6 separate regions of the Mus musculus genome follow, and all the other regions are linked to region 6. A link is a contact called in public HiChIP or PLAC-seq and Micro-C data. All regions are on one chromosome and are shown on one strand. The core of a region is the stretch at or near the end of the contact, and the rest is flanking DNA. Distances in the headings are between cores, read along the strand shown.

Region 1 (4,117 bases), core at 275-2,774, 150 kb after region 6:
TCACTCTGTAGACCAAGCTGGCCTCGAACTCAGAAATCCGCCTGCCTCTGCCTTCCAAGTGCTGGGATTAAAGGCGTGCATATGTTGGTATGAATGTGGAAGCCAGGGTCAATGTGAGGTGTTTTCTTTCTTTCTAAAGACAGGTTCTCTCATTGGCTGGCCAATGACCCTTCTGCCTTCACTTCCCCAGCATTAGGACTACAATCCCCAGCATGCCCAGCTCTGACATGAGTTCTGTGGATGGAGCTCAGGTCCAGCATGGTTGCATGCAAGCTCTTTACCTGCTGAGCTATGCCCCTAGCACAGGTTTTGCTATTTTTCGGCAGGCAGTTTTCTTACAGGCTTTGAGAATTTATTTAGATTTATTTGCTATTTATGCATTACACATGCATATCCCTAGTCTGTGGCTTACCTTTTCTCTTAGTATGCCAGGCCCTGAGTGCCTTGCAGTTCACCATTGAGCAACAGGCCCAGATATTTTCACTCTTCTGATGGTACTTGGAGTAGCACAGTCCTCGTCTGTGCGTTTTATTCGGGCTTTGTTTAAACTGAGGTGTAGGCATTCCCCTATGTCGTCAGCCAAGCTCACCGCTTCTGTCACTTTCAGGTCAACAATTCTCTTGGGACTTTCTGCTGTGTTTAGTGTTAACAAGAATCCGATTTCATATTCTTTCCCTATAAGCAAGCACACAGCAGGATGTCAAGTAGGTCCTTTCCCCTAACTCTGTTGTGCTACCTTTTATTATTATTTAAATTTGTGACACCTTTGTTATTATAAACTATGCATAAAGGTGAGGCTGCATCTTGCTTCCCTATTCTGTTCCATCGGTATGTTTATCCATCCAGACATTATCTTAATTTCTTTAATGTACAGTTAACAAGCATCTTTATTTTCTGGTAGCGCAAGTGTGCCTCCTCTCACGTCTTGATCTTTTTGAGGTTGCGATGGTTCATTCAAACTGATCCATTCAGATGTTTTAAAGAGTGCGTGGGTTGTGTCTGCAAGAGGCATGCTTAGAGAATTAATCGGAGAGTCGGGAGAGGCTCCTTTTGGTTTCCATGGCATCCTCCCAAGGGTGAGAACCTATAGCCACCGTGCCAATCACTCTGTAGGGAGACCATAATGCGTCAGCAGGCTCCCTCGTCATTTATCCCACAGGGACGAACACAAATCCCAGATCTTAATCCAAAGAAGATACAATACTCCCTGTACATATTTTCCACCCGCGGCGCGATGCAGCTAAAGAAATCCTTAGCGATTCCTGCCCTTCTCTCGGAGAAACACCTCATGGACGGTGAGAAACTGTACTGATCGCCTGCCAGCCTGACTAAGTGACTGTTGTCTAATTGAAACACAACCTCGCTGGGTGAGCAATGCAGAACCAAAACACGGGTTTATGACCCCTAAACGCACAAGCCTCGGGGAATCGCTCTCTTGTACCCAATCAGAGGTCCCCTGGCACCACTTACCCGCCCCCCGGCCCCGTCCGGCCACTTCATTCGCGGCTCACAAAGCAATCCTACCGCGCGTTCTGCACAGCAGCCAATCAGAGGGTAGGGGGCGGGGACTCCGAGGCGCGGTGTGTGCAGCGGTACTCAGACAGGAAAGCCTCGGGATCCTTCGGGTTCTTTCGTTTTCCCTCCTGGGTAAAGTTATGTTCAGTCTTCCATCAACTCGTTTATTTTTCCGCCCGACTCGGCGCGCGTGCGCAGTGCCTCCCAGCCCAGGCTGTTCCTGAAATGTAATCGTGTTGAGACACAGGGAGGGAAGCTGAACGTCCATTCTACAGGTCAGTGCATTCCCTGCGGAGGCTCGGGTTGGTTGCTACTTCCTGCAGGCCCCAAAACAGGGATTCTAAGGCCAAAAAAAGGTTCAGTGAGGTCCCACCGAGATTTGAACTCGGATCGCTGGATTCAAAGTCCAGAGTGCTAACCATTACACCATGGGACCTGCTGGCGGCTTAAGGCGCCCGGCAGCCTTCTCAAGCCACATGACGTTGGGCAACCTTTTCTAAGCTTCGCTACACTTGGCTTGGGCCCGTGGCCGGTGGCCGCGATGGCGGGCAGACACGGAACCACCGAGATTCTCATGTCCTTACGAATTCCAAACGTTCATGGGCCCCGAGGTGTCTGTCACCTCTTCCGGTGATCCTCCAAGGGTCCCGGCTCTTGACCCCAAGTCTCGAGGGCGGCTGGTCGTCCGATCGGACCAAGTCCGGAGAAAGCCGGCTCCGGTCCCGGACTCCGGGCAGGAGGTTCGGCGCACGCAGCCTGGGCTTTCTACTTGTTTTCTGCGTTTATATCAGGAGGGCTGTGGCTAGGACGCTTTGGCCCAGCGGGGAAGGACGCGGACTGGCACGTGGTGGCACAGCCGTTCAAACCCCGGACGAAACCTGGGGTACAGACGGGGATGCTGGAGAGTGCGCCGCACGTGGATGCCGCAGCCCCTGCTCCGCGCTATGCAAATTATCTGTAGGGAGATTGGCGCTTCCAATTCAGCACTTCCCCCCGCGCTTCAAAAGGCCGGACTACCGAAACTTCTAGTGTGCCGATCCTTAGAAAAACCCAGTCAGAATTTTAACAACAGACACCCACCATTCAACACACCACGCGCACACACACACATATCCCGCAAAACAACAACAAAATCCCCACTTCTGCACTGTCTAGTCTTTCATTTTCCCTAAATGTGTTTCTGCAGGTCAGTCAACACTTTGACTCAGCAGTTCACCTTCGGAGCATTACCCTAGTGGACATCCATCTGTGCCTCGAGGCTGCTTCAAGGATGCTCTGGACTATGTATTGTTTATTATAATATAGTGAGGCTTGGCCCCATAATGATGGCTATTGTATAAGTCCTCTACAAGAGTTTAAGAAATAACCTGTGTGCGAGGCTCAGATAAGCACTAGGGACACCAGGAATGTTAACTACACAGGAATGTCTGTTTAGTGAGAGAGATGTATGACGTGTCTTCTGCCCAGAAGGCTGGGAGCAGATGTGGGTAATGGCCTGTGACCTGAGACTGATAGGCTGAGATCTCACCAGTTCCTCCCTGGACTCTTATCGGTGAGCATGTTTTTCTCAGTCTATAGAAACTATCTTTCTGGAAGATGTCACATGTACTTTACAAAGAGTTCCAGTGCAGTGGTGTCCTAAGCTGTGCTGTGCACAGGTGATTGGGTTAATTATCACCAGGTAAGTTTTCACCAAATAAACTACTTGGGGTCAGGCTTGCAAAGTTTGAACCAACACTGGCTGCTTAATTGTATTGAATTGAGCAACCTTGTTTCCTACAGATCACCACTCTGTAGAGGTCCCCTGGCACCACTTACCCGCCCCCAAACATGTATTGAGACAAAAGACCAAACCAAACAGCTCTGCTTTTCACTTCTTTTTTTTTTTTTTTTTTACAATTTTTTATTATTATTATTTATTTATTATATGTAAGTACACTGTAGCTGTCTTCAGACACTCCAGAAGAGGGCATCAGATTCCACTACGGATGGCTGTGAGCCACCATGTAGTCGCTGGGACCTGAGGAAGAACAGTCGGCACTCTTAACCACTGAGCCATCTTACCAGCCCGCTTTTCACTTCTTATACACAAGCAAACAGAAGAGCTATGTACCGTGCAGTCTATTTGCTGTGTGACCTTGTACTAGGGTTCTATAGGATAGCAACTTATGGGATGAATATATTTAATTATAATAGACTATTACATATAATATAAATATTTCTGTATATAAGTAATCATATATTATAAATGTATATTAATATAGAGTATATACTATACTCTAGTGTGACTTCCTACCTCAGGATCTGAACTTGAAGTGGCTCTTCCTACTTCAAATTGTGCAAAAGCCCCTCACGGGTATGCCCTCCATTTTTGGACTTTAGTTAATCTCAGATGTAGTCAAGTTGACATCCAAAAATAGCTTGTCTCACTTTCTTGAGAAATCCAATGTTTTTGCAAGTCTGGGTGACACTAGACTGTGTCCAAGGTACATACACTTATTCTCCAGGCTCTGTGTGTGTGTGTGTGTGTGTGTGTGTGTGTGTGTGAGAGAGAGAGAGAGAGAGAGAGAAAGAAAGACCGTGTGTAAGCGTGTGTGTGTGT
Region 2 (4,524 bases), core at 645-3,144, 180 kb after region 6:
TTTTAAAAAGATTTTTTTATTTATTATATGTAAGTACACTGTAGCTGTCTTCAGACACTCCAGAAGAAGGAGTCAGATCTTGATCTTGTTTCAGATGGTTGTGAGCCACCATGTGGTTGCTGGGATTTGAACTCCGGACCTTCGGAAGAGCAGTCGGGTGCTCTTTCCCACTGAGCCATCTCACCAGCCCTCCTTTTAGTTACTTTTAAAGGGGCTGTCACAAGCAACTCTATCTTGTTGGTTTGAGACAAGGTCTTGCCATGAAATCTACACTGGCCTTAAACTTACAATCCTCCTGCTTCAGCTTCCCATGTGCCGGGATTACAGACAAGTGCCCAGCATACACAAATCCCCTTTAATAAAAGCCAGCCAGAACCTGTTTTAATTCCCTCTTCAACCAACGATTTTGATATCAATCCTTTGTAATTGAAAGGCGGGAGGACTGGGGCTATAACTCAGTGGTAAAGCATTTGCTTAGCACATGCGAGGATCCGGGTTTGATTCCCAGCACCACAGGAAAAGAACTGAGGCAGGGGCATAAAGGAGTAGGAGCTCAGTGTTGGGGTACTTGCCTGCCTTATAGGACACCCTGCGTTCAGTCTCCAGCACTGTCAAAAGACAAAGTGACATTCTGTACCCCTGCACATGGTGGCACTTGACAGAATGTCCCGAGCTTATAGAATCACCTTCTGTGCTGGCCTGGGCACCCGGTGGCTGCACCACACACCGTCACTGAGAAGTGCCAAACTCTGTTCCTTTTTCTCTGTCAGTTTTACTGAAATGTTTTGTTTTTGTTTTTAAAGATTTATTTATTCAGTATGCATATACAGTGTTCTGTCTGGATGTATGCCTGCATGCCAGAAGAGGGCACCAGATCCATTACAGATGGTTGTGAGCCACCATGTGGTTGCTGGGATTTGAACTCAGGACCTCTGGAAGGACAGTCAGTGCTCTTAACCTCTGAGCCATCTCTTCAGCCCCTCATTGAAATCTTTCCTATACACAAAGCCCTGCAAATCTTTCTTGGAGAATACTCTTCTCCATTGTCTTCCTCTGCTTGTTCCTAATAGTTCTCCCCAGGAGCCCCTCAGGAATGCAAGGTCCAGACCTTTTCTCAGGGCTCTTCACTCTCTCAAGCACTTGATTGTTTGCTGTTCCCAGAAACCCAGGAGCCCCCACAGCCTGCATCACCTCCTCTGAAAGTGCTCAAATTCTGCCTGTCTTCTGGCATTCACAGCTGGAAGGTCCTTCTGGTTATAGGCATCCTGAAACTTATATTTCATTCGCAGTTTGCCAGAGTTACAGTCACACTGATTTTTGGGGAAGAGCCTAGAACAAGGGAGAAAAGCTTATAAACATGATTGACTGCAGGAAGGGCGGGACCTTAGCCCTAAACCCTAAACTTGCTTGTTGCTCACACTGAAAAAAAATTTTTTAACCACATGGTTACCCTAACTGGGTTGATATCCTGCAACCACCCAGGAGTTCCCTCCCCCCCCCCCCAGAGACAGGATGAGGGAGTGGGGATGAAGGGAGGGACTAAAGACTATTCCCTCTTTCTTTTCGTTCTTCTTTTCCTTTTCTTTCTTGAGACGGAGATCTTGTCTATGTGGCCCAGGCTGGCTTCAAACTCATGGTAACTCCCCTGCCTTAGCTGCCTGAGTGCACTACCGTGCCTAACAGCCCTCTCTAGAATTATCCCTTCTATCTTGCGTCTTTAAGAGCCATAGGCACTTCAGTTGGCAGCTAGTCCCATTAGGGCAGATGGCAGGAACCAAGCCCTCCCAGTGAAGTTGCAAGGTTACCTGGTGTTGTGGGAAACAGACACTGGATCCCACAGACCACCCCTGGTCTCTGAGACTCACTTTAGTAACCAGCACCCATTCTGAGTTGTCTACGATGTCTAAGGCTCAAGGAGAATCAGGGAAGTGACCTTGAGGGGGACAACAGTGAGGCTGGAGCACCCAGAGTCTCACCAGATGTCACTGTAGGTAAAGAGTTTCCTCAGATGCTCCTCTGGTAGAAGCTTCAGCACTGGGTCAACCCTTGCAGGCTCTGGAAACTTTGGCTTGAAGGTGCTGAAGTCTGTTGTAAGGGACACCTTTCTCACCATAAACGCAACAGTGGCAAGTCCTACCATGAGGACAAATGTCTTGAGGAGCCATGGAAACCTGAAGCTGGCAAAAGACACGCTGAAAAAGCAAAACACATTAGAATGTTTGATGTCAAGATCTGGGGAGATAGAAGGTGTAGACAGTAACGCTGCACAGGAGGGGCCTGAGTGCAGTCTCCTGCAACCACGTAAAAAGCTGGGAATGGTTCAATGGACAAGAGCGCTCACCGTGCAACCCTAAAGACTTCATTTGAGAACCCGGGGTAGAAGGACAGGACCGAGTCTAACGAGTTGTCCTCTGACACCAATACCCGAGCCGTGGCATTTGCTCACGGACATTCGCACTCTCAATAGTAATAATCTTCATTAGTCTTACTTTGTTTTGTTTGAGACAGGTCCCACCATATAAGCCTGGCTGGCCTGGAATTCACCATGTAGATCATACTGGCCTTGAATTCATAGTGATCTGCCTGCCTCTGCCTCTCATGCTGAGATTAAAGGCGTGCATCACCACGACTGGGTTCTGGAATACTTTTTTGTTTTTTTTTAAGAATTACTCATTTATTTTATATGTATGAGTGCACTGTAACTGTCTTCAGACACACACCAGAAGAGGGCATTGGATCCCTTTACAGATGGTTGTGAGCCACCATGTGGTTGCTGGGAATTGAACTCAGGACCTCTAGAAGAGCTGACAGTGCTCTTAACCACTGAGCCATCTCTCCAGCCCTGATTAATTTTTTTTTTAAGTTGGGTATGAAGCTAAACAGGAAGACAATAGAGGATATTAGGGGCAGGGGCTCACTGGCTAGACAGTCTAATGGTAAGCTCCAAGGCAATAATCTCTCTCTCTCTCTCTCTCTCTCTCTCTCTCTCTCTCTCTCATTGTTACTGTTTTCTGAGAAAAGATTTAGCCTGGCTTGCCTGAGAATGGCTCTATAGACCGGGCTGACCTCAAACTCACAGAGAACAACTTCTTGCCTCTGCCTCCCATGTGCCACCGCCACCGCCACCACCACCGCCGCCACCACCACCACCACCACCACTAGGCAGAGGTTCTGCCTTAAAGAAGGTGGAAAACATTTCTTAGGATAACTCACAAAGCAGAGAAGGAAGGAATCAAGTGACAAAAAGGACCCAGAAGATCCCAAATGAAGGGATGGGGAGATGGGGAGAGGAGAGCTGGAATTCGTGCAAAAAAATCTGAAGTCAGGACTCACTGCACTGTCGCTGCAGCTGTCTTCAGACACACTAGAAGAGGGCGTCCGACCCCATTACGGATGGTTTAAGAAGTTCAGCCACTCAATGCAAAGAAGGCCCCAAGGGGGTTCCTCACATCAAAGCAAAACAGGAAGTTGGGAGAGCAGAATTCCAGCCCAAGGGACAGTACCCCCTACACTCAGGCTGGGTCTTTCTTTTTTTTTTTTTTTTTTTTTCCATTTTTTATTAGGTATTTAGCTCATTTACATTTCCAATGCTATACCAAAAGTCCCCCATACCCACCCACCCCCACTCCCCTACCCACCCACTCCCCCTTTTGGCCCTGGCGTTCCCCTGTACTGGGGCATATAAAGTTTGCGTGTCCAATGGGCCTCTCTTTCCAGTGATGGCCGACTAGGCCATCAGGCTGGGTCTTTCTTTTTTTTTTTTTTTTTAAAGATTTATTTATTGATTATATGTAAGTACACTGTAGTTGTCTTCAGATATTCCAGAAGAGGGAGTCAGATCTCATTACTGATGGTTGTGAGCCACCATGTGGTTGCTGGGATTTGAACTCTGAACCTTCAGAAGAGCAGTCGGGTGCTCTTACCCACTGAGCCATCTCACCAGCCCTGGGTCTTTCTTTCTGTTCCTTCTTCAGACACTTTAGAGTGAACCAACACTCGTCCACTCTAAACAGGGAATGGCAACAGCCCAACGTAATGATGATATCAAAACCGACCTGGTGACGCAATGAACTGATTGGGAATCTGGGTAAGAGGTTTCTTGCGGGAGATGTGGCAATCCATAGGCAGCTGCATCACCAAACGCTGATGCACAACATGGCTGATAACTCAGGAAAGCTGCACCCCAAGCTCACTGCAGAACCTGCATGCAGGCTTCCTTCTCTCCAACAGCTCTGAGAGGCTCCTGCAAGCAGCTCTGTGGCTGGTGAGAAAAGCATCGTGTCCCAGTGGCTGCTTAGGAGGGCTCCTTAGTTTGTTTACATTCTGAGTGTGTCCTCCTCCTTCCTCGAAGGAATATTGTGACTCAAAACTTTCTGAACCCTAACAAGTTAAGTCACCCATTTAATCCTTTTGGAAATGTTTTCACAGACTGTCTCCGGTTAGGATTTTATTGCTGTAAAGAGGAAACCACAACCATGGCAGGAAGCCTTATAAAGAAAAGCATTTCATCGGAGCTGGGTTATA
Region 3 (4,387 bases), core at 1,268-3,767, 200 kb before region 6:
CTCCTTCATCTCTGAGAAGGGTGAGGTCCCTCCTGGATAGCAACCCACCCTGACACCTCAAGTCACTGCAGGTCTAGGTACAGCCTCTTCCACTGAGGCCAGCCAAGACCGCCCAGTTAGGGGGAGAGTTTCTACCCTTGAAATGTCCAGGTGCCTGGGAAGTGTCACTTCTTTCTATCTTCCAGGAGTCCTTCACCTAGAGCTGGGAGTTGCAATTTATTTGGGGAGCCCCACCCCTACCTTGGGAGCTCCCTTCTGTCAACACACACACACACACACACACACACACACACACACACACCGTATATCTTTTAAGACGTTTTAGTCTTCTGGCTAGGACACCGTTCCTAGCCCAGTATAACTGCCGACTTTAGAGGCAAAGACAGCCTATGCACCACAAAATACGAATCCAGAACCCAGCCAGAGTCCTGGTCAGTTACCAGTTTGGTTCAGGTTTTGCTAAGGCTAGGAGACCAGGAGCAGATGGCACACCCAGGATGGCCAAGCTTGTGGGAGCAAAATCCTCCTCTGGGGAACACGTGATGACATGCCAAGATGGCACTTGCATGATGAGGGACCAGCTCTTGTGAGTCCCATTTCACAGGTGAGGACATCGGGCCTTGCAGGTTACATCACAAGACATGGGCCACAAGTGTCAGCCTTCCCATCAACAGACACAGTCCCACCTCACGACCTTTTGCAAAAGACTTTTATCAAAGCCCTGTTTCCACCTGGAATGCCCTGTCAGACTCCGCCAGGGCTTGTCTTGCCTACACAGGCTCAGCTATGGTGACAGGCCACACCTTGGGGAGGCTTTCCTGGAGGAGAGTGGAAAGAGCCAGCGGGGCTCAGCAGAGCAACAGGGAGGTTACCTGGTTCCCTAGGCTCCATGGCCTGAATGTGTGTTTGCTCAGTTCCCGAAACCGAGTTCTTCCCAGTGTGTCTATGTCACCAGTGAGGGGACAGGAGCTCAGCCACAACATCTGGACTGATGATGACATGGGTGGGGCGGAGGGAATCCTGAGGAGCTGGGATGGGAGGCTCCAAAGGGTTTAGTTCTTATGCTCTTGCTCTGGCCTTGGTGACCAAGCCAGTCTCGGAGTTAAGGCTGCTCCTGCCTCCCAAGTCCCCAGTGCCCCAGGGTCAGGAGTCAAGAAGGAAGGCTCCTGGGTTTGGGTTTAAGGCTGCCCACCTGTGCGTACTTGGCTCTAGGGTTTAACTAAATGGTTGAGACAGTCAATAGCTCAGTAGTAAAGAGGGCCACAGGAAAGGGCCAAGCAGGGAAGACATCCTCCCTAGTCCTAGAGTGGACTAGGAATGGAAGGGTTGCTGTCAATGGGAATTGTTTTGAGGAAGGGGGCCGTTCCAGTGGCGCCGAGGCGGAGGCTTCTCCAGGACAGGATTAGGGTCGGGACAGATGTGGGGCGGTGGGCGCGGGTCGCGAGAGAGTTAAGCTACAGGGTAGGGTCCAGGGTGGGGTTCCAAGGCACCCTGGGCCGCGGGGGAGCGGGGTCTGGGCGCTCAGCTCAGCTGCTTTGAGCGCCTGGGGCGGGAGCCGCCTGCCCAGGTCCTGTGGGGCTCGGGCTGCGCGCTGCCGGGAGAGGCGAGGAAAACAACAGGCGAGGAGGGAGGGAGCGAGAGGGACGGCGGGAGGCAGGGACGCGGGGGCTGCCCCCGGTCCGCCCGGGTTTGGCGCGCCAGGGCCCACAGTTCGGGATTCTCTGGGCCCCAGAGGTCAAAGAAGAATACCGCGTCCCCTGGCCGGGCAGGTCACCTGCCCCACCCCCGTTTCGCGCGTCCTGGGATGCTGCTACGAGAGGTCGGGTAATCCTTGGCTACTCAGCTTGGGGGGCCTTTTCCCTAGTGTCACTCGCACCTCCCGCGATCAGCCGCGGAGTGGGTGGGCCATCCAAGCACCCTCCTCCCCGCCCCTATTAACCCTTCCAGTCCGGCCTCTGGCCTCGGACCCGCCCTCTCCCCTAGCCTCCAGCGTTCACCGCATCCCCAGGATGCCGGGGTGGGGGGAGGGAGAAAGTTTCAGGGCTCCGCAGCTTCCCGCGCTCTCCCCATCCCCTGGCCCCCGCCCTGCGCCGCTCCCCGCGGACCACTCACCAGATAGAGGCTGCCCTGCACTAGGAACACGAAGCAGCAACGGGTCAGTTGCATCTTCCTCCTTTGCTCTCACCCGTCTCTCTTTTCCTTTCGGGGTCCCAGGCCCCCTCCGTCCCGGACTGCTCCTTCAGGCGCGCTGTCCCATGCTCCGGTCCCCGGTGGCTCGCGGCCCTCCCCTCAGCCAGTTGCTGGGACCGACCCCGCCCCCTTCGGTCCAGCTGTGCAGCCGCCGCCCCCTCCCCGAGTCCAGCTGCTCGCCGCGCGGTCCCTTCTCCCAGTCCCAGATGTGCGCCCGGAGCGTCTCGAAGGGGCTCCGGCTGAGCGGTGACTCTGCCGCTCCAGACAGGCGCTCGGCGCCCGGCTTGTTTCCAGAGGCTCGGCTCTCACCCAGATGTGCTGGGGACCTGCGCGCGCGCCCGTCCCCGGTGCTAATTCCCCAGACCAGACGGCCCCTCCCGCCCCGTCGTGGCGCGCCCCCTGGCGGACGCCCCGGGCCACGCCGAGCCGCGGCCGCCCGCTCCCCGCTCTGCGCCCCGCCAGACTGGAGCGCTCCTGGCGCCCAGGCGCCTCCCGCTTCCTCGTCCCTCCCACTGGCGGCGGCGGCGGCGGCAGGTACGGTGAGCCCAGTCGGTACCTCCGGATTTAACTCCTCCCCTGCCGGCCAGCAGCCTGGGGACCTGGGACGCCCAATTTCCAGCGTAGGGGACAGGAGGAGGGCGGAGGAGCTCTGGGTGAGGAGGCAAGAGGCTGGAAGACCGCGGATGGGGACACCAGCTTTTCCGCCCTTCTGGCAGCGCGCCTTCTTTTCTGTAGCGGGCACACGGGAATCTGTCGCTCTACCTACCTCCACCCTAGGAGTCCTAGAATTTGGAAAGACGACTCTCCCTAAATCCATTTTTAAGGGCTCAAGGATATTTACAGCGGATCACAGCTGATGGTTCCTGCAAGACTTGATGAGGGTGCTAAGGGAAGTTCTTCTAAGTGTCTAGCTCGCACCCTTTTTCCTAGCACATTCGTTCCTTTTCTTCTTAGACGACCTAAGAGCAATCAGTACGAAGCATTTGGTTGAGGCGCTGGGCTGAAGAGACCACTAGGGTCCAGGCTGGGTTCTGAGGTTGGGGTAAGGGTTTGCCTCCTGAGAAATAGAGGCATAAATGGCGTGAACAGGCCTCTCAGAGCATGTTCTTCCCTACCCATTTCCCACGGCACAGGTGTCACCAGGCGGAAAAGGGCCCCACCCCAGTGGGGTCCTAGGTTGCTCTGTTCTCTTCAAATCACCAAGACAAGAAAGATTAAGACCTAGACAAGAGATCCCAAAGGGTCAGGACCACCCTCCTGCCCTCAATGGCTAGACATCCTTCTGAGCTCTTTACAACTCCTTTGGTCTTTAGAAAAACAAAAGGTCGAATCCTAGGACCCGCATGGAGGCATTTGGAGTGGCCCCAGCCTACACTGGGTCTACCGGAAGCTCTCCACACTCTCTTCTGTGGCCCTCTGAGATCCAGTGTGGTCCCTGGCTGCAGCCCCCAGCTCACACCCAGCCTCCTCCCCCACCATCTGCCAGGCGTTGTGCGAGGAATGCAGATGAATCTTAATATCAGCCTGGGCCAAGTGCAAAGAGGGAGAGACTGCAGAAGGAGGTAGCTTGGATGAGCCCCCTGTCTCCTGGGTGCCCTGGGCCTTTCGGGCTCTTTGCAGTGTGTGTGTGTGTGTGTGTGTGTGTGTGTGTGTGTGTGTGTGTGTGTGTACTCAAAGACTGCCAAAGGCAGGGGAGGAGGAAGGAACAGGTAAAATTTTGTGTGGCCTTGGAGCTTCTGGTCCAGCTGGGAGAAAGATGCTGTTGGTCTGAGCGTGGGCAGCTAGTTCCCGCTCTCAGCTTGACAGAGACGAAGCTGGGCTCACTCCTTACTCATTCCAAGTCTTGCCCCCAGGAAAGCAGTGTGGCCCAGCAGAAGGGGTACTGTTTTCAAGCCAGACAGTCTTAGATTCCACGCCAGGCCCCAGCCCATTGTGTGACCTTGGGCAGGTTACTGCCATGCTGGGATGCCAGGTTTCAGATCTTTCCTTTGGAGGTGGGAAGAACACAGTGTGTGTCCCCAGTGCGGGCGCCATGGTTGGCGGGCACCGTGGGAGTGCAGTAAACGGAAGGGCTCGCTTTTGCACTTCCCACACATTTGCTCTGGCTGCTCTGCCTGCCACGCTTGCCCCCACTCCCCTCTTGGACACTCCTGGCTCCCACTTCAAGTTTCTTCTCTGCCTTCATCCATCAGCCAGT
Region 4 (4,404 bases), core at 1,045-3,544, 200 kb after region 6:
TACCCAGCACTTATACAGAGAAACCCTGTCTCAAAAAAAAAAAAAAAAAAAAAACAACAACAACAACAACAAAAAAAGATACCCAGCACTTATATAGAGAAACCCTGTCTCGAAACCCCCCCTAAAACAAAAAACAAAACAAAACAAAAAAAGCTAACAACAACAAAAAAGATACCCAGCACATAGTAGGGACTATCCAGTAGCTAGCTCTTTTTTTTTAAGTGAGTGTGTGAAAATGAGAAAGGGGGTGGGGGGTGGGGGGAGGAGAGAGAGAAAGTTCTTCAACACTGGTTAAATAAAATTCTAGTAAACAATTGCTACAATCCAATCAGCTCCTTCCAGCATGGTTCTCAGACAACCTTCTCCCTCCATTTCCCCCACTGTAAAGTGGAGATACGTGCAGTATATTCTTCATAGGAACTGTTAGGAGAGCTGCTGGGAGAATCCAGAACACAGCCGCTCCACCCTGAATCAGTGCTGCATAGGAATGAGTGCATCTCTCCATCCTGGCCCCCCTCTTCCTTCATCAGGCTTTTCAGTCCACTTTACAGAGACATAATCCTGGAGCCCTCTCCTAGGTGCTCCTGGCGTATAAAATGAATTGAACGTTTTTTTCCACCTTTGGAGCCAAGGTCTCATGTAGCCCAGGCTGGCTTCAAACTCACAATGTAGCAAAAGATGACCTTGAAGAGTGGACAGACATGAGCCATCACACTGGCTTTTGAAATGAGTGGAATAATTAATATATAGTCAGTTTTGTTTAGAGGACACTAATCTCTTCTTGGGTTTTTGTTTTATTTGGGGAAGTGTTTGGCTTTGTTTGTTTGTTTGGTTGGTTTTGTGTGGGTTTTGTTTGTTTATTTGTTTGTTTGTTTTTGAGGGAAACTGTCCCATTTCAGAAATAGAAAGTCAGAAGTTGGAAGAGATGTTTCCCCAAGGCCACACTGGCCAGCACTGTATAGTCAAAACAGGAAAATAGCAGACTTCAGAGATGAAAATCGTAGATCTAAGGGTACAATTCTAGCTCTTTATAAGTGAAGGAAAAACAAAGTCTGGCCCAAAATGTGCCAGCCTTGTGTTCATTAGCATCATTCAAGTTGACTGAGTCTATGAAACAGAAGTCCCAGCTCCTATCTCCTCCCACATGCAGGAAGCAGGAAGCTAGAAAGAATATTGAAGGACTCTGGGATTCCTGAAGCCCTTCCTTAGCAATGCACAGCAGACTCCCAATATCTGCCTTCCTCCACTCTCTCCCTAAATCCTTTGTGGAACAAATGTGTGCTTTAAAAACAAACAAACAACCCCCCCCCCCCCAAACCTGGTCCTGGTGCAGAGTCTGCAAACCGTATACCACTGAGGAACTTCCTCAGCCCCTTTGAAAGTTTTGAGATCAGATCGGATGTCCATCTGGCCTCAGAATTGTGGCCCTCTGCCTTCCAGGTAGTTTAGTAGTAGTGACTGGCCTCTGAGTGTCAGGCAAGCACTTCACCATCAGAGCTACATGCCCCTCCCTTTAACTGCATTTGCTTTTGAAAAAAGAGAGAGAAAGAGAGAGAGAGAGAGAGAGAGAGAGAGAGAGAGAGAGAGAGAGAGAGAGAGAGAAACTTTGAGGAGGTGTGTGTAACACACCAAAATGATTTCTAACTCACACAACTCGTTTCTGATCCTTCTGAGTGTTTTGTAAAACTTAATCGAACACGCCTAAGTTCAGCCTCTTCAGCGTTCCACGGTGTTGTGCGGTGCATTGAGGTACAGCTGAGCCTCTTACTCCTGATGCAACCTTCTGAAACCCATTGGCTCTGTGAGGGCTGCTATAAAACTCTCTGGAAAGGACTCAGGGATCCAGGCTCTTACACTTGCCTAAACCCACATCCTACAGCTGGGTACCAGACTCAGTCAGGTAGGCGCCTGATCCCCGTTCAGCGCACCCGGCACCCCCAAGACACGACCCCACGCTCGGACTTGCCCCCCACCCCCTGGAGATCAACCTCCAAGTCGGATTTTCCCATGGGAAAACCGGTTCCGGGTTTGAGCCGGCGCAGCGTCTGAGACGGGAGAGAGGAGCGGGATGTCTAGCCAGGAAGGCACGCACTGTGCCGGGAGATCCTTGTCACCCACGCGAAGACTCCCCGGGCTCCACCAGCCGGCTGCCTGCTGTCTGAGCACTGCTGGCTGCCGCCGTTACACCTGTTCCTCCCCAACTCCGCGTGCCCACGTTCCTCCGGCCCAGGGACACTCACTACCTGGAAGTCATCGCAGCTCGCTCCAGCCACTTCTGCAGACTGCCTACCGCAGGTCTGGACGCGAGCAGGAATGAGCTGCGAGTCCCAGGGACCGCGCCCGCCTACCTCGCACAACCCCCGCCCAGGCGCTGGACCTTGCCTCGCGTCCAGGATGTGTTCCAACGGTTTTGACACTATTTAAGTTGGTCCACTGTGGCTGTGCGGCGCCAGGAGCCTATGTCCCGGTACATGATCCCTCCGGTGACCAACGCCCAGGCTTTTCCTACTAGAAGAGTTACAGTCAGGTTCTAACGCTTTATTTACTTGTATAAACTATAACAGCCCCGACGACAGTTCTGTGGCTTGATTTTCAGGTGAAGAAATCTAGGCAAGTTGGGGATAATCAGACAGTAAGCAGCGTCTCAACCCACTTTGGTGTATTTTATGTCCTTTGGGTTCGGGGCTAAAAATGCAAGCCATCTCTGCTCACCCCCATTTCTTTGGTGGGCAGGTCTTTTAGAGGGAGATAGAGAGGATTCAGGGTTTTACCCAAACTTCAGGATGAACTAGGTGAAGCTGGAGAAAGTACGATCCCGTGCCACCGCTTTCCTCATCCGGGCAAATGGCTTTCCGCTCTATCTGCTCTCGCTCCAGAGCGGTCCTCCGGGCTTCAAGGCGTGTCCTAGCACGGCCTGGATAACCTGGGCGCTCGCTGCAACCTGCAACCCGCAACCCGGCCCCTGCGCTTCTTTCCAAATTAATTCTCTTTCTCAGCCTCCCCGGGTCATCAAGCTTTTCTGTCCACCCTAGAAAGAAACACAGTTTCGTAGTCCACTCCTAGCTCTCCCTATCATCTCGGGCCCTTCTACAGCTCAAATTTCAGTTCCCTCAAATTCAGCCTTTGTCCTTACCTTTCCCCTAACACTCTACCGCAAATTGTCGTGACAGGAAAACAAAGCCGCATCCGTAGCCCAATCTCTCTTACAATGACCTATCGGACCACATAATGCCTTTTTGCTTGGACGTAGGAAAAAAGCGAATTTCACTCGAAATCGTTCCGCATTTGTGTTTGTGAAACCCTTTTCGAAAGGTGTTGGGGGTGGTTTTCGGGGGGGGGGGGCTCTTCTCCGTTGAGACGAGAATGGGATCCTACTGTTGTTCTGATCCTGCCAAACTGCGTGCATGCGGCTAGTTTCAGGTATGCAGAGGACGGTGTGCAATCGTCTGCTTACACATAGTATACCTTGCCGTGTCCCAGAAAGGAAGTACGGCTAAAAACAAAGTAATCCTAAATATCCAACCGGGTAAGAAAGATATAGTCACTGAGGCAGGAGGATCAGAATCCAGGGTCACCCTTAGTTACACACCAGTTAGATGAATATATAACTCGTAGAATGCAGCGTGGGGGAGGGAGGATCTTTGCCCGCTGTACACCTGACAGGATTGCCATAGAATATACAAGAAACTCAAAAGAAAGAATAAAGCCATTTTTTCCAACTCCATCATAAGTCTGATCTCCCTCTTTTCTTTTCTTTTCTTTTCTTTTCTTTTCTTTCCTTTCCTTTCCTTTTCTTTTCTTTTCTTTCTTTCTTTTTTTTCTTTCTTTTTTTGTTTTTTGTTTTTTGCTTTTTTTTTGAGGTGGGGATGGAAAGGGGGTTGAGAATGAAGTAGAAGCAGAAAAAGAGATAAAGAGAGACAGAGAAAGAGGCGGGGGAGGGGGTAAACACTCGGAGAGAGGGCTGGGGAGAGAGAAGCAGAAGCCAGACGGGCTGGTGGGCGTCAGAGAGCCCCTTTTCTTTTCATGGTGGATATGAATTCAGCTTTCTGGGTAGTGATATGGCGCCTGTCAGGTCAGGACAAGACTATTTGTGGTATTTAGTAGTATGCCAAAGTGGATGCTGACCTGCATGCAGACTTCCTCAGTTTCACAACTGCCTGTGGCTGCTTTTCCCACCCCACTCCCTACCCTAACTGTTCCCAGCCCATGCTGGTCCCTTCCTCACTTTCTCCTTCCCTTAAAACCCTTCCATTTCAGCTGCGTGCTCGCTCTTTCTTTTCTTTCTTTCTTTCTTTCTTTCTTTCTTTCTTTCTTTCTTTCTTTCTTTCTTTCTGTCTTTCTGTCTGTCTTTCTTTCTCTCTCTCTCTTTCTCTCTCTCTTTCTCTCTCTCTTTCTTTCTTTCTT
Region 5 (4,005 bases), core at 689-3,188, 170 kb before region 6:
GGTGCATGGAGCTGGCTTGAGAAGGGGTCAGACTTCAGCTGCTTGTGCAACCCCACATTACCTGGCGCGCTTTAATACTCTTTACTGAGTCAAGTGCAGCCCAGGCCTCCTCCAGGAGGCTGGTACCATCTGCCAGTCTCACAGACTGACAGGGCAGAAGTCTGTGGAGGGAGGTGACAATGGCGTTGGTGGAGTGGCTTGGCATAAAAGGTGACCTTCCACTAGGTCACACGTTCATATAACCCTCTCCCCTTTGATGTGAAAGAAATATGTCCCAGGTGATGGTTGTGATGGCAAGATGGGGTTCAAGGTCAGTGGACTTACAGTCATCAGAGAGAGGTGACTCTGGGTGGGCCTGACCTCATCAGGTACAGAAGAGGCCCTTCCTGAGGTCAGAAATGCTCCTTCTGGGCCTGAGATACCTCAGGGCCAGGAACAATGATGGCCTTGACCTCGAGGAGCTAAAGGCAGCTCCAGACTGGTGCTCACTGAGCAAACCACAAGAACCAAGTGTACCAATGACCACATGACCTTGGAAGGTGACCCTGAACTCCATAACTGTCCCAGAGAGACCTCAGGCTGATAACCCAAGGGACTGTCATGTCACACGGGTGTCATTCTGAGCTGTGGGATTGTAGGTTTGCTTACTCAGCACCAGGCAACCTAAAAATAACAGCAGTCCCAGAGAACCAACCATGGGGACTTCAGGGTCACAGAGAACAGGAGTATGAGCTGGGGTATGCCTATGTCCATTCCTCCCAGTTTTACGCACCCCCTTCCCAGTATCTCCACTCCTAGGCCCAGCCTGGTGCCTGAGGTTCTAACTCAATTAACCCATAGAGAACGCAGCTGGCCTAAGTGGTTATTTGGGGAGCACAAGGTTTGGGATTCCCAGACTCTGGGGCAACATGAGGACAATGCTAAACCTGTCCCAGGCACACACACCCCAATCCCAGGACCAACTGCAAGGCCCCAAATGACACCCCGACCCCCTCCCGTCCTCACCACTCCCCCTCCCACAGGGCTGGCGCCACCTGAGGCTCAAACAGCCCAGGCAGACAGCAGCTGAGCTGCCCCCTTCAGCTCTTCCCTGCTTCTCACCCCCTAGGCTGGCTGAGGAGGAAGAGTTCACAGCCACCGTGGTAGCTCAGCAGCTGGGGGGAGCCCAGATGTGGGAGAGCCCAGAAGACAGGATAGTGTTACACTCAAATGGCCTGCCAGCTTCTCCTTAGAAGACAGGGATGGCCACAGTGTCTGGGAATGGAATGGTGTGTGCTTGTGCTTCATTCTCCATTCTTATCCCTCAGCTCCTGAGCATCAGTAATTGAGAATCAGCTAAAAGGTAGGCTTTGGTGAGCGGCCCTAGGTTTTCAATGAATAGAGGCGCTAACCACCCCTTCCTCTGGGTGTTTCCTGATCCAGCTGGCCCACTACCTGGCCGGAAGCCTCCAGCTAGAGCAGCTGACAGGAAGAGACTGACCTCTCTCCAACACTGTTCTTTGTCCACAGTGAATGTACCGGCTTTGGTTTCTGTGTGGACGCCTCCCCTCCCCTCCCAGCCTCTGACTCAGGGGCTCCGTCCATCCTGTCTAGGCCAGGGGCTCTCCTGGATACACACAAAGAGAGCATCTCAGGTTCCCTGGTCAGGGGCACCTGCTCTTTGATCTGCCCTTCTTCTTTCCCCAGGGTACTGGGTGCTACAAGGGCGAGGCTCCATCCAGGGACAGGCACCCAGAGATAAAATCTGGGATGGGAAGGAGCCTCAGATGAGAGTGACTTTAAAGTGCCGACACACACACACACACACACACATACACACACACACACACACACACACACACACACACACTTTACCAAGCTCACTCCTGACTGCCTACCTGAGCTCTCCCCTCCTCCACCATCCCTGGCGTTCCTCCCAGATTTCTCACTGGGAAGTTCTCAGATCTGGGGCCCTGTAGATCCAGTGGCCAGATGGGAAAGGTGCGTGCTGAGCAGGCCTGGACCACATTGCAACATAGTAACCTGGGGACTCAGAAGGTGCCTGGCTTCTGACCTCTCAACTCAGCAAGCTGCCAATGGGTTCCACATCTGCATTTTCCTTATTCCCAGAATCTTTTATCTTGTTTGTTTGTTTGTTTTGTTTTGTTTCTTTTGGGTTTCTCTATGTAGCTCTGGCTATCTTGGAGCTCCGTCTGTAGACCAAATTAGCTTCAAACTCCGAGATCCTCCTGCATCTGCCTCCTGAGCTCCCGAGCACTGGTATTAAAGGAATGTGCTACCACACCCACATACCCCCCCCCCCATCCAGAATCTTAAAGAGCACAACCATACACCCACCAGGAAATGGCACCCTGCAGGGACCAGGTGGGGCTCTGGATGTCTGACAGACTCCGTGGCAAGGATCCTACCTTGTAGCCGCTCCCTAGTCTACTGAGGGGTGTGCCCAAGAGAAACCCATTCCCTTTCTGATCCTGCTAGGGTGGGGGTAGGGTCTGATGGTCCCTTGGACCAAGTACAGTGCAGGCCCCTTCCCCCTGCCCTGCCCTGCCCTGCCCTGCCCCTTCCCCACCCCTAGCCCCTCACCCCCACTCTGAAATCCCCTTTGCTTCACTCCTTCATGCTTGTTTTTTTGCTTGTTAGAGTTTTGCTGCTGTTAGTTTTGAGATAGGGACTTGCCTTGTAGCTCAGGCTGGCCTGAAATTCTTAAACCTCCTGCCTCAGCCTCCCAAGCCTGGGTTATAGGCTTGGGCCGTAACCATGCGTAGGTCACTCTCCTTTATTTTTTTGTGAGAGGCTTGCAAACCAGGCAGACTTGCCAGCAGTTCCCAGTTGGAATCCCAGCTCAGCCCCAGTTTACCACAACCCAGCTTGTGTTCTGGGCTAACTCCTTGGGCCTCTCGGTTTCCACTCCTCAGCTCTCGGCTGAGCTACCAGCTCCTCTCCTCCTCTTCTGGTCCCTTGAGGTAACTTCTCTTTCATTTTCCACTCACCCTCTCCCTTCCCCAGCTCCAGCTCTACACCTTGTGCAGGCCCTTCCCTCTTCAGAGTGCCTTCTGCTGCCTTCCTTTCCCTGGAGTCCAAAGGAAGACTCCTGGTGAGCCGAGAGGTTCAACAAAGGTGTCAATCAACTATGAGATCTAAAACAGGAGGGAAGTGGGCCATCTTAGGTTTGTAGCTTCATCCCAGGGTGGTATACCCAGCCACTTGCATACACAAGCACACGTGTATATATACACATGAACAAAGGCAGAAAAAAAAAAGTAAAATACCTGAATAGGACACCCAAAAGAAGAGGCAGAGACGGTAAATAACCACAAGAAGCACTCCATGGTGTGTGCCAGAGATCTGGACATTTAAACAAACAAGGTACCACTCACCTCACACCTATCCGAATGGCTAAACCTGAGAGCAGTGACCAAATCAAGTGTCATTCAGGACACAGAGCAAGAGAACACTCATTCTCAGGAATGTAGAGTGGTTAAAGCACTGTGGAAGGCAGGTAGGTCGTAGTGATACAGATACACAAACGTAACACACATGGGACTGTTGGATTTGTTTTTAAAGGTTTTTTTTTTTTTTTTTTCTGTGCGTTGGTGTTTTACCAGCATGTACATCTGTTAGAGGGTGCCAGATCCTCTGGAACTGGAGTTAGAGTTGTGAGCTGTCATGATGTTACTGGGAATTGAACCTGGGTCCTCTGGAAGAGCAGCCTGTGCTCTTAACCGCTGAGCCATCTCTCCAGGCCACCACTATTACTATGTTAATTCAGGCAGCTGCGATTACTGAAGAACACCTGAGCAAGGTCAGGCCTGTGGATGCTCCCTCACAGAGGGGGCTATTGAGGGTCATTAGACCCTCACCAGAGGTCCCACTCCCTTTCAGCCGAGGGCAGCCCCACCGCCCCCTACCTCTCCTCCCACCCCTGCCAGCTGTGTGTAACTCTGCCTTCACGTGGTCCTGGAAGATGCTAAAGTGTAAGACTGAGGAGGGACTCCATCTCTGCAG
Region 6 (4,048 bases), core at 1,423-3,922:
AGGGCTACACAGAGAAACCCTGTCTTGAAAGCAAAAAACAAACAACAACAAACAAATGAACAAGCAAAAAGAAAGAAAGGAAGAAAAAAATATGTGAGGGGCTGGAGAAATGGCTCAGAGGTTAAGAGCACCAGATGCTCCTCCAGAGGGAACCCGGGGTGCAATTCCCAGCACCCACATGGCTCACTGTCTGTGACTCCCGTTCTAGGGTATCTGGCACCCCCACACAGACATGCACGTATGCAAAACACTAATGCTTATAATATATATTAAGACTATGTGACAGTTTTTTAGAGTAGGGTTATCAACTGCCTTCCCCCCTACCCCCCATCCCCAGACTAGCACAGTGGGAACTAGGGAACTTGGGTCTTGGTTTGGCTCTGTGGGCTACTGATTTGTATAACTTTGGCTAAGCCATCAAAACATTCCCTGGCTTAAATGTCCTTCACTGGGGATAATACCTGTTCTGCCTGCCCTTGTAGTCATTGGAAGAGCTGATGAGATAACGGATGTGCAGCGAGGCAGGCAGAATGGCTCATTGGATAAAACTGCTTGTCCCTAAGCCTGATGACTGATGTCAGTGCACAGAACCACGTGGTGGAAAGAGAGAACTGACTCTCACAAGTTGTCCTTCGACCTCTACACACATGGAGTGGCCGACTACACACATGCATACATGCATAAACATACATAATAATAAAAAGGTTATATATATATGTTTTTCGAGACAGGGTTTCTCTGTATAGCCCTGGAACTCACTCTGTAGACCAGGCTGGCCTCGAACTCAGAAATCTACCTGCCTCTGCCTCCCAAGTGCTAGGATTAAAGGCGTGCGCCACCACTGCCTGGCAATAATTAAAAAAAAAAAAAAAGCCCACCAAGCACTGTTGAAATGGAAAGCTGAATTAATAGAAGACTGTGATTACTAGAGGCCATCAGGTGTGTTGGCCTATGGATGGAGCATTAGAACACTTGAAAGGTCACCTCAAGATTTGGCCATCACCCTGTATGACCTGTCCAAGCATGGGGTGGAGGAATAGATCAGATGTCCAATAAGACATTCTGAGTCCATCAGACCCAAGCTCATTCTCACATTGAATTTGATTATTATACATGCTTATTTTCTCTTCTTCTGCTTGAAGATCTCTCTACCTGTTGCAATGTGATATAGATTTTAGTCTTTACTGAAAGTGCTCGCTATTGAAAAACATGGCCCTAAGTTCCACAACTCTGGTTCCTGGCTTCTGGAGTCTAAGTACAATAAAACCCAAACACCTGTTTTTGGAAGGGGCCAAAGACAGAGTCAGCTCTTTATAAAGCTTCAAGCTCCTAACTTTGTCCCAGACTCAGGTCATTTTATTCCCTCGAAGGTTTGGGTGAGTGGGTTATGGCCGGCTGTTCTGGGAGAAAAAGTTAGCTGCATCTATATGGAAATTGTTTCTATGATGTGGGGGTCAGCTTTTGTGGAAGAACATTAATATCCTATGTTCTTAATGTTAGAAGAAGAGGGCTGGAGAGATGGCTCAGAAGTTAAAAGCTCTTCTTACTCTTACAGCGGACCTGGGTTCAATTCCTAGCCGCCCCCCCCCCCCCCGTCCTACAAGCCACTCATAACCCCAGTTCCAGGGGAATCCATCAAATGTCACAGGTGCACATGCACACATCCAGGTAAAACATTCATACACACAATGTAAAAGAAAGAAAGAAAGAAAGAAAGAAAGAAAGAAAAAATGTAGTAGAGCCCAACAATAAAAACCAACAATGTTAGGAGCTCCATTCAAGCTGTAGAGACCTTCAGAAGTTTGGTTTCTGGTGGGGAAGGGTTATCCTGATCTTAGGGATGTCATCTTGGGTCTTTTTCATGGAGACTTCACTTGCCAAGTCATTTCCTCTCCCTGTACACTAAGCACTTTCAATTACAGACACTCTCTTTTGGCTCTGAGCTTGGATAAATGCTACCTTGTTAGCTAATAGTACCATTAATTATATTAATGATTAATAGCTAATTAGTCATAATGTGGTCATGCTTCTTCCAATGGAGCCTTCCTTTCTTGCAACAGTTCTGGGACTCTAGCGCACGCGCGCACACACACAGACCACACAGACACACGCACGCACGCACACACTTCCCTATTTCTGGCCACAGGATGAGCCCAGCAGTCCATCCTGTTTGCTTACCATACTGGCGGTCTCTAAATCCCCCTAGTTGTAATCAACTATCCCATTTGTCTGGTGGATGGCTACTTCTTACAAGTGTCGCCCCTTCTATTTCTGTCACTCACTGACTGCTCTCTACTAACAAGGTGGCCAGCAATTAGGGTTTTTTTCTTTTTGAACCGTATTCCATAAGTCAAAGATATCTACTTCCAAATCTCACTCTGACCCACTTTTCCACTTTCTCCCCCCTTTGCACTTTTACGTTTTCTTATTTCTTAGGATCTCAAACCCCCTGCCCACAGATACTTCGTCTTCTGCCTTCAGGCTTCCTTTTGAAAACCACGCCCCCACCCCCTTAAGCGTCGCGCATGCGCAGCCCACGACTTTACCTGGGCGCTCGGGAGTGGGCGGAGTGGGCAAGGGCCGGGGGTGGAGCAGGCAGCCGGCGGTTATCTGCTCGGCTGAGCGCTCACATTGTGGCAGGAGGGAGAAAAGGTGCGCCCAGGCCGAGCCGAGGGCCGCGCATGCGCGCCGACCCCCATAGCCGGGGATGGGGTGTGTAGGGGGGGGAGGTGTCGGGATCCCGACCGCGCGGGGGGGAGGGGGGGGCGCGTGCAGGGGCGTGCGCGCGCGCGCGCTCCCGCCGGCCTCCCTGCCCCCTTCGCGCACGACATCCCTACAGCACACCCCCTCCCCCGCCGCCCGCCCCGCGCGCCGCCCGCTCCGCGGCCCCGCTCGGCCTCGCGCGCTCGGAAGGGAGTCGCGAGACGTCGGAGCGGCGGCCACGTAGCGCTGCGGCGGCGGCGGCGGCGGCGGCCGAGGCCGGGTCTGAGGATCGGCCCAGAGCGCAGACGTTGGGCAGGGGGAGGGGCCGGCACGGCGGGCGGTGGGGACTGGAGCGACGCGGCGCGGCGCGGCGACAGGCCCCCGCCGCGGGGATGGGCCGCCGAAGCGGCGGTGGTGGCGGTGGCGGCGGCGGCGGCGGCCCGGGTGAGTAGGAGCCCCTTCCCCGCGCTCTCGCCTCCCGCCGCGGCGGCGCCCTGGCAGCCGCGTTTCCTCTGCGCCCGGCCGGGCTGGCGGAGCCGGAGGAGCCTGCGCCGAGGCAGCTGCGTGCGCTAGGCCGGAGCAGCCCCCATCCGGCGGGCAGGCCCCGGGCGCTGCGCGTCTGCCGCTCTCAGCTTGGCCCGGGGTGCCGGCTCCGTACCCCCGCCCCCTCTCCCCAGCTTAGCTGCAGTTTTGCAGCGAGTGGGTTCGCCTCGAGGCCTGACGGGGTGGCCGGGGTGCACGGGTTAGTAGGCTGAGGAGAGCATTCTCTTGCCCTGCAGCTGGTGGCTTGCACCCACTACCTCCCCCGCCGTGCGGTTGCGCCCAAACCTCCAGCCCTCGAGAGTATTGTGGCACCAGGAGATAACACGCATGTGATGTACACTCGCCACCCGCAGCACCACACTCAGCCCAGTGGGCGATGCAGACCTTTCTCCACCCTCACTTCGTCCACCCCTCCAATCAGGCTTTACTAAAGAGTCCCAGGTCGGAGACACCAAAGAGAGGGATACCCCTGTTACATCTCTATGAAACATGTTCGTTGTCGAGGGATGACTATTGTAGAAATGATAGATGTCTCTGCTTTGCCTCGAAGTCAGTCTTTAGGATTTAAGATCCTGTATGCTCCTCTTTGAAGCGGGCCGGTCTTTGATTACATCTAGCTCATCCCTCCCCCAACAACAACATCAGGAACACGCGCGAGCACACACACACACACACACACACACACACACACATATATGCACACGCACACTCGCACACTTCCTGATTGCGGAACGGCCCCTGTCATTGCGGATCCATTGTCAGAAGTGGCTTGTGCCAATCAAAGGAATGTGCCTTTGGAGGA

What was found. Hi-C and Micro-C count contacts between places; a contact is called where the count stands out from the background. HiChIP or PLAC-seq counts read pairs in DNA pulled down with a chosen protein or histone mark.
Region 1: an H3K4me3 HiChIP or PLAC-seq map of the 230-238 cell line shows a contact between it and region 6, with 30 read pairs. The contact joins the promoter of 4833417C18Rik here to the promoter of Zfp652os in region 6. A contact is called at or near these places in 5 of 39 promoter capture datasets (the HPC-7 cell line, fetal liver, macrophages and 2 more), 1 of 15 datasets of contacts at CTCF or cohesin (the NIH/3T3 cell line), 8 of 484 Hi-C or Micro-C datasets (CD4 T cells, CD8 T cells, embryonic fibroblasts and 5 more), 10 of 115 datasets of contacts at active chromatin or transcription factors (the 230-238 cell line, the SCID.adh cell line, bone marrow-derived macrophages and 5 more) and 3 of 9 other capture datasets (adipose tissue, liver and pancreatic islet).
Region 2: an H3K4me3 HiChIP or PLAC-seq map of the SCID.adh cell line shows a contact between it and region 6, with 9 read pairs. The contact joins the enhancer-like site here to the promoter of Zfp652os in region 6. A contact is called at or near these places in 3 of 39 promoter capture datasets (fetal liver, neural stem cells and pre-B cells), 3 of 115 datasets of contacts at active chromatin or transcription factors (the SCID.adh cell line, effector CD8 T cells and pancreatic cancer cells) and 1 of 9 other capture datasets (adipose tissue).
Region 3: a contact with region 6 is called in a Micro-C map of embryonic stem cells, with 4 times the contacts expected there. The contact joins the promoter of Nxph3 here to the promoter of Zfp652os in region 6. A contact is called at or near these places in 7 of 39 promoter capture datasets (the 3T3-L1 cell line, 3T3-L1-derived adipocytes, embryonic stem cells and 3 more), 1 of 15 datasets of contacts at CTCF or cohesin (CD8 T cells), 1 of 484 Hi-C or Micro-C datasets (embryonic stem cells) and 1 of 9 other capture datasets (adipose tissue).
Region 4: a contact with region 6 is called in a Micro-C map of embryonic stem cells, with 4 times the contacts expected there. The contact joins the promoter of B4galnt2 here to the promoter of Zfp652os in region 6. A contact is called at or near these places in 5 of 39 promoter capture datasets (cranial neural crest, embryonic stem cells, fetal liver and 2 more), 2 of 484 Hi-C or Micro-C datasets (both in embryonic stem cells), 4 of 115 datasets of contacts at active chromatin or transcription factors (embryonic stem cells, extraembryonic endoderm stem cells and pancreatic cancer cells) and 1 of 9 other capture datasets (adipose tissue).
Region 5: a contact with region 6 is called in a Micro-C map of embryonic stem cells, with 2.5 times the contacts expected there. The contact joins the enhancer-like site here to the promoter of Zfp652os in region 6. A contact is called at or near these places in 4 of 39 promoter capture datasets (3T3-L1-derived adipocytes, embryonic stem cells, second pharyngeal arch cranial neural crest and 1 more), 1 of 484 Hi-C or Micro-C datasets (embryonic stem cells) and 3 of 115 datasets of contacts at active chromatin or transcription factors (the SCID.adh cell line and embryonic stem cells).

The regions. Positions count from the first base shown.
Region 1 is chr11:95,857,293-95,861,409 of GRCm38.p6, forward strand. It overlaps 4833417C18Rik (RIKEN cDNA 4833417C18 gene), which reads left to right and starts at 1,525. Exons shown (of 2, transcript NR_045187.1): 1 at 1,525-1,790; 2 at 2,702-3,754. Gm38959 (a long non-coding RNA gene) reads right to left here and starts at 1,159. Exons shown (of 3, transcript XR_880173.3): 1 at 413-1,159. n-TQttg6 (a tRNA gene) reads right to left here and starts at 1,951; the gene lies at 1,880-1,951.
Region 2 is chr11:95,889,782-95,894,305 of GRCm38.p6, forward strand. B4galnt2 (beta-1,4-N-acetyl-galactosaminyl transferase 2) reads right to left here. Exons shown (of 11, transcript NM_008081.3): 2 at 1,977-2,192; 3 at 1,192-1,329. Among named protein-coding and RNA genes, the nearest start is that of B4galnt2, 23 kb to the right of the region's middle. Within about 2 kb of position 1,895, at least 2 of the 459 cell types and tissues checked have an H3K27ac peak or open chromatin away from gene starts, as enhancers often do. A contact at or near this core is called in the SCID.adh cell line, where this site is marked.
Region 3 is chr11:95,512,048-95,516,434 of GRCm38.p6, forward strand. Nxph3 (neurexophilin 3) reads right to left here and starts at 2,518. Exons shown (of 2, transcript NM_130858.3): 1 at 2,113-2,518. The coding sequence starts at 2,166.
Region 4 is chr11:95,912,577-95,916,980 of GRCm38.p6, forward strand. B4galnt2 (beta-1,4-N-acetyl-galactosaminyl transferase 2) reads right to left here and starts at 2,295. Exons shown (of 11, transcript NM_008081.3): 1 at 2,244-2,295. The coding sequence starts at 2,254.
Region 5 is chr11:95,542,778-95,546,782 of GRCm38.p6, forward strand. No RefSeq gene overlaps it. Among named protein-coding and RNA genes, the nearest start is that of Nxph3, 30 kb to the left of the region's middle. Within about 2 kb of position 1,939, at least 21 of the 459 cell types and tissues checked have an H3K27ac peak or open chromatin away from gene starts, as enhancers often do. A contact at or near this core is called in embryonic stem cells, where this site is marked.
Region 6 is chr11:95,710,082-95,714,129 of GRCm38.p6, forward strand. It overlaps Zfp652os (zinc finger protein 652, opposite strand), which reads right to left and starts at 2,673. Exons shown (of 2, transcript NR_045780.1): 1 at 2,547-2,673.